2 separate regions of the Danio rerio genome follow, and region 2 is linked to region 1. Evidence: chromatin contacts called from public HiCAR-type data. All regions are on one chromosome and are shown on one strand. Each heading gives the region's core, a stretch centred on a gene start, on an enhancer-like site or on the middle of the called end of the contact. The rest is flanking DNA. Distances are from core to core; before and after follow the strand shown.

Region 1 (3,533 bases), core at 410-2,909:
CTGTTTTTTCCAGCTGATAGAAAGGCAACAGTAACTCTAATAACCACTCACTGCAATTGAGGTATGCAGAAGAGCATCTCTGAGTGCACAATACGTCCAACCCTGAGGCGGATGGGCTAAAGCAGCAGAAGACCACACCAAGTGCCACTCCTGTCAGCTAAGAACTGGAAACTGAGGCTACAATTCATACAGGCTCACCAAAATTGAACAATAGAAGGTTGGAAAAACGATGCCTAGTCTGATGAGTCTCGATTTCTGTTGTGACATTCAGATGGTAGGGTCAGAATTTGGCATCAACAACATGAAAGTATGGATCCATCCTGCCTTGCATAAACAGTTCAGGCTGGTGGTGTAATGGTGTGGGGGATATTTTCTTGGCACACTTTGGCCCAATTTCGGGCCCAATTGAGCATCGTATCAATGAAAATAAAAAAAATTAATAAAAAAAATAAAAGGTAGGTGGTGTACCTACCTTTTATTTTTTTTACCATACTACCTTAGTATAGTTGCTGACCATGTCCATCCCTTTATGACCACAGTGTACCCATCTTCTGATGGCTACTTCCAGTAGGATTACATACCATGTCATAAAGCGCGAATCATCTCAGACTGATTTCTTGAACATGACAATGTCTTCACTGTACTTAAATGTCCTCCACAGTTACCAGAGCTCAATCCAATAGAGCACCTTTGGGATGTGGTGGAACGGGAGATTCGCTGCAACTGCATGATTCTATCATCAAAATCTAACATACTATGTATGTTTTTATACTAAAAAAATACAAATATATGCAGAAAAAATATTTTCAAGATGTTTGTTTGTGTGTGAAAAGCCTGATTTTAATGTGCAGTTCCTTTAAATCTTGTCAGTAAATGGTAAAATATTGTGATTGGCTAATGCTAGAAAATAAAACAAATATATATATATATATATATATATATATATATATATATATATATATATATATATATATATATATATATATATATATATATATATATATATATGACAACAGTTATCCATAATAAAACCCTGAATTGCAGGCAAAGCATTGTGAAATGAATTATACCTTCTGTAAGATCATGTAGAGCTGATTGCTTTTTTTCTACAAAATCCTCTTGAAGATCTTTCCATTACACTGTGCCTTTGCAAAATAGTCTGCAGTCAAACACTGAAAAAACATGTTTAAAAAGTACAAATTTAAATGTATTATTAAAAATAAACATATACTTGAATAAATCTACTTGTTCCCAATACCTCCTGAAATCTGTACAAAAACGCAAGCATGCTAATTCTGTTTTCCTTTTGTATAAGTACATAAATGATTTGTTTTCAACAAGGAGGAAATTTCATGTATTAAAACGTGCTGAATGTTTTAATCGAATAAAAATCTCTTATATGTAAAAAGATCAAGACAGCTTTGATTCCACATGTCATGACCCCTTTAAATGAGCCCGGAATAAATATAAGTAGAAAAAGAGGGCTGGATTGAGGAATTAGACTAACTTCAGGGCATCTCCTCTCTCATTACTCCTCCCCTCCGTCCCGCCATTGATTAAAATGGCAGGTTTCAGGAGGTAATGCAGGCTAGACTCAACAGCCACATGCTGGGGGAAAAGACCTGTCTGTCTGCCTGCTGCTGATGTCACTCAACCGCTTCCAGATGTGCACAGCCAAAACAGCATGTGTGTGTGTACTCTGTTTTGAGACGTACACTCAGTTAAGCTCCAAGCACGAGGGAGTGTTTTATAATAGAAGCAATAATTTTTTAGTGTGTGTGTCGTCACTCTCGGGGAGGACTGGCCCGTGTAGCTGACTGACACTTCACCTCGCCTCAGTTTTATATCTGCTCTCTGCTGAACGGGACACAGGCCTGCCCAGACCTCATAAAGTTTGAGAATTTTCAATTTAGGGGCCTTAGAACTTTATAACTCAGTTAAAGCTGTTATTCCCATGATTCTACCTTCAAAGTAATCAGGACAATTAAAGGGTCCGCATGGGGCTTCAATAGAAAAACACTGTCTTTATTGGAGTTTCCTGTCTGCGTCTGAGCTCAGAAATGCCCTGCAGACACAGAGGTTACAGCAGACTTACCTGCTGAGGCCTGAGACTCACAGAGAGACAGAGGGATGGACAAATGGAAGGGTGGATAGATAGATGGACAGACAGAGAGATGGAGAAAGGGACAGATGGATAGACAGGTAGGCAGAGAGAGAGACAGATAGCAGACAGACAAATGAACAGACAAAAAAAACATGTACAGACAGACAAGCAGATAGATGTACAGACAGAAAGAGAGAGAGCCAGATGGACAGACAGAAATGCAGAGACAGATAGACACATTGACAGACAGACCGATAGATGGACAGACACATGGACAGACAGATTGACAGACAAAAAAAGACAGGTGAACAGACAGACAGAATTGAGATGGACAGACAGACAAATAAACAGACAGGCAAAAAGACAGATTACAGACAGACGGATGGACATAGAGACAGACAGAAAAGAGATGTACAGACAGGCACACACAGACATAGAGATAGACAGCTAGACAGATGAATGGATAGAAAGAGAGAGACAGACAAACAGACAGACAGATACATGCAGAAAGACAGACAGATGCATGGATAGACAGATGGACAGACGAACAGGTGGACAGATAGAAAGTGAGAGAGACAGGTGGAAAGACAGACATATGGACAGGCAGACCGACAGACAGAAAAGACATGTGAACAGACAGACAGAATAGAGATGTACAGACTGGCAAAGAGACAGAAGGCAGACGGGCAGACACAGACATACAGATAGACAGACAGACAGATGGATGGACAGACACAGAGAGAGAGAAAGAGAGAGAGATACAGACAGACAGACGGACAGACAGACACACACACAAAGACGTATGGACTGATACATGGACAGACAGACTGACATAGACAGATGGACAGACACATGGACAAACAGGAAAGACAGGTGAACCGACAGACAGAATAGAGATAGACAGGCAAACAGACAGAAGGCAGACAGACGGAGGGACAGAGATAGAGACAGACTGACAAAAGAGATGTAAAGACAGGCTCACACAGACATACAGATAGACAGACAGACAGACACATGGAGAGACAGATGGACAGACAGACAGACAGAAAGAAGTATGGACAGATAGACAGCCAGAAAAGTGCTGTGCAAACAGACAGACAGATGGATAGACAGAGAAAGACAGACTGACAGACAGACAGAAAAGAGATGGAAAGATAGGCACACACAAAGGCACAGACGGAAGGATGGATGGATGGATGGATGGATGGATGGATGGATGGATGGATGGATGGATGGATGGATGGATGGATGGATGGATGGATGGATGGATGGATGGATGGATGGATGGATGGACAGACCGAGAGAAAGAGAGACAGACAGACCAACAGATAGACAAACAAACAGACAGACATACGCATGCTGAGACAGACAGACAGACAGACAGACAGACAGACAGACAGACAGACAAACAGACAGACAGACAGAGATC
Region 2 (3,533 bases), core at 606-3,105, 140 kb before region 1:
AATCACCTGCATGCTGACTGCGTGACAAGGAATGAATGAGAGAGAGCGAGAAACCCATCCAAGGCGCTCTAAATAACGTTGCATCAGCTGACAGCAGTAACCCAATCAGACGTCACTCATACAATAATAAGGAAAATTCTAATGACGATCGTCACAAATGTGTACAGAGATGTGTGCTAGTAGTTTACAGTATTTGTATAGATTAGTTTTTTGACTCAAATGGTTTGTAGCCATCAGTTTCCTCAAATGGTTTGAGTTGCCTTGACTTATTGGCTTTTACAGTGCTCAGTTGGTTTGAGTTCTCTTCATTTATTGGGTTTTACTGTGCCTAAATTGCTTTATTTACTCAAATGGATCAAGACCACAGTACTCATTAGGATTAGTTTTTGAACTTAAATGGTTTGTTGCAATCGGTTCCCTCAAAAGGTTTAAGTTACCTTAACTTTTAGGTTTTACAGTGTACTTGTAGGAAGGCTAAATGAACAGCTTAATATATTAAATACCCAGATATTTAAAGTTTTAGATTGGGTCCCTCATTCTCAGACTGCACTCAAATCTTCCTCTCAAATTGCGTCAAAAAGATTTAGCAGTGTCCTCTTATAAAATGTCAGGTTTATCAAAAACTGACCCGTTTATATACCTAGTTAAAGGGATATTCCATCCAAAAATTAAAGCTCTGTCGTTGATTTCATTCAGTCATTAATTTTTTTGGAACATAAAATTATTTTCAAACCCTTTAAATGACTTTTGTTTGAACATTATGTGTTTCACTCATCATATCAAACATGAATAGTATACAAAGGAACAAAAAAAAATATGACAAAAATGCAGAAATGAAAGTTCTGCAGAGGTTTCATTATGTTCAATATCTCATGATCCAAGTGTTTGTTTAGAAAGGCTTTCATGTCTTTCTCTCTTTTTTTGAGGAAATTGCTGTTAGCCAACTCATCAACTTCTTTACGAATATGTAACTATTTTACGATTAGTTTGTATAACAAAACTGCATCTCACTGTTTCATGAATATTGCTATGCATGTTTAACAAGAGTGAAATAGTTGTTAGCCAGAATATAGACAGCTATAAAATGTGATTGTATAGGGTCATTATCACAGGACAGATAACAGTCAACTTTATCAAATGAAATGAGTGTAGTCTACTCAAAATTGACTAAAAGTTAATTCTACTCATTTGAAAAGGAGTTTTAAATTCAAAACTCTTTTTTTATATTTTTATAAATTTTTATATTTTTATTTAAATTAAATTCCTCATTACTTCAACTTAAATGGAGTAAGTTCACAGTACTCATCTAGATTAGTTTTTTAACTCAAATGGTTTGTAGCCATCAATTTCCTCAGTTTGAGTTGTCTTAACTTATTGGGTTTTACAGTACTCGGTTGTTTTGAGTTCTCTTCAATTATCTGATTTTACTGTGCTCAAATTGCTTCATTTACTCAAATGGATTAAGTTCACAGTACTCATTAGGAATAGTTTTTGAACTTAAATGGTTTGTTGCAATCATTTCCCTCAAATGGTTTGAGTTACCTTTACTTTTGGGGTTTTACAGATCTTTTACACTCTAAAATTACTTTTGCTGCTTGTTCAAAGTACTTATCAAAATAGGTTAAAACCGCACAGTTCTTTCAATTTTTATTTTTATGTTCAATTCACTTAATTTTTTAAAAACTATAAAGTTAACTTAATCGATTTGTGTTGTGACAACATATTGTCTTTTTTTTTTTTTTTTTTACAATGCAGGCCACATGATCACCTAACAGCAAGCTCTATAAACCAAGGTTATTTCCTGATTATTGCAACACACTCTGCTTTCCTTGACATGATCCAGATTGTTAGAGCAACAATACTTAAGTCAAGAGGAATGAAACTTAAAGTCTTATCTCTACTCATACTGACTGGCTTCTGTCTAACTGGGTATGTAATTACTGGATCTTTTGGCTTTCTGGTTGAAATATTTTTTTAAGTTGAGATATAATTTGCTGCTTATTTGTACTCATTTGGTTGAACTTTAATTTGATAGTCCACTTTATTTTTCTAAATTTACTCAACTTTGCAAGCACATGCTAAGTAACTTTCATTAGAGTATTAATAGAGGATTGAGTTTTAGGTTAGTAGATGACACGTTGTTAAAACGTCACTTACAGTCGTGTCTAAAGTGGGTGTGAAAATAACATTTGTACACTCCTTTAACACCTTTGTAGACTGAATTGTAGCATGCGTTGATTCACCTGCTGAATTCAATTGTAAAATGTTATCTTGGAACAACAGGTTATTTTAATTAGTCTATTCTCTAATGGGAATATTCTGATAATTCTCTTTGTACAGTACTTTAAATACATAACACAAAGCATTGTATAATTCAAAATATGGCTAAAATACATGTGAAATATAACTGCGGAACAGTTCTTTAGGTTGTATTATCACAATTTTTATTTTTTTTTTTAGTTTTGATTTTCTGTATATATTATAAACATTTCTTTTACTTAAAGCACTGTTGGGTTAATTCTGTTGTGCTGGGCATTTAAGTAATATCAGCAGACAATAACTTTTTTATAAAACATCGATAAATATTTATTTGCAAGTGTTTTTACACAGAGTGACACGTTTAAGAGTACTACAAGCATTTCTTGAAGAGACATTAGGAAGCGTACACTATGGCTCAAAAGTTTGGGGTGAGTTTTTTTTCATGTCTTTTTGTCTTTAAAGAAATTGATTCTGTTTATCAAGGCGGCGTTTATTTAACACAAAAAATGGTTAAATTGTTAAATGTTTATTAAAACATTTTATATAACTGTTTTATTCTATGTGGTTTCAAATAAATGAATACTCCAGTCATTATTGCTTTTATTACTATTAATAATAATAATAACAATAATAATAATAATAATAATTATTATTATTATTATTATTATTATTATTATATTTCATATTAGAGTGATTTCTGAGAGATTGGGTGACTTGTGGATTAATGAAGCTAAAAATTCATCATTAAAATCACTGGAATAAATTATAACATTAAATGATAAACTATAATTGAACAGTTATTTTATAGTCCTATAACATTTGACAATTTTGACTGTATTTTTGATAAAATAAATGCATTTTTAGTGAGCAGGAAAAGCTTATTTTAAAACATTTAACCATCCTACGAACCCCAAACCTTTGACCGGTAGTGTATTACAATACAAAAAATTCAACAATTCTGCACCAGATAATAAAAACAAGCTTGCATTGAGGCATTAAGAAAATGGTACAGAGTTATTTTTTTAAGTGAATCATCATGAATGCGATGATATAGGTTTCATCAGTGGGTTTTTGTGCGAAAAATTGAAGAGAGTAAAAGCGAATACATGTGTGAATCAATAATCTATGAGAAAACAAACTCAAATTATGTTAGTAGAACTTAAAGATTTTATTATGTTCTGTACAAACATGGTAAATTATTGTTATACTGAATTAATATAAATTGAATGCATGCATGTATTAACTCAATCTTAATTTGAATGTTTCTCATTTCT

Evidence for each region. HiCAR-type assays count read pairs that join an accessible place to other places.
Region 2: a contact with region 1 is called in a HiCAR-type map of caudal fin, with 4 times the contacts expected there. The contact joins the promoter of gbgt1l5 here to the enhancer-like site in region 1. A contact is called at or near these places in 8 of 18 Hi-C or Micro-C datasets (caudal fin, embryo, hematopoietic stem cells and 1 more) and 1 of 4 datasets of contacts at active chromatin or transcription factors (caudal fin).

Annotation. Positions count from the first base shown.
Region 1 is chr5:25,561,012-25,564,544 of GRCz12tu, reverse strand. The region is part of intron 9 of emid1 (EMI domain containing 1); the gene reads left to right. Among named protein-coding and RNA genes, the nearest start is that of rhbdd3, 22 kb to the right of the region's middle. Within about 2 kb of position 1,659, at least 12 of the 62 cell types and tissues checked have an H3K27ac peak or open chromatin away from gene starts, as enhancers often do. A contact at or near this core is called in caudal fin, where this site is marked.
Region 2 is chr5:25,697,014-25,700,546 of GRCz12tu, reverse strand. gbgt1l5 (globoside alpha-1,3-N-acetylgalactosaminyltransferase 1, like 5) reads left to right here and starts at 1,855. Exons shown (of 4, transcript NM_001123269.1): 1 at 1,855-1,929. The coding sequence starts at 1,877. It overlaps LOC141385813 (a long non-coding RNA gene), which reads right to left and starts at 33. Exons shown (of 3, transcript XR_012406861.1): 1 at 1-33.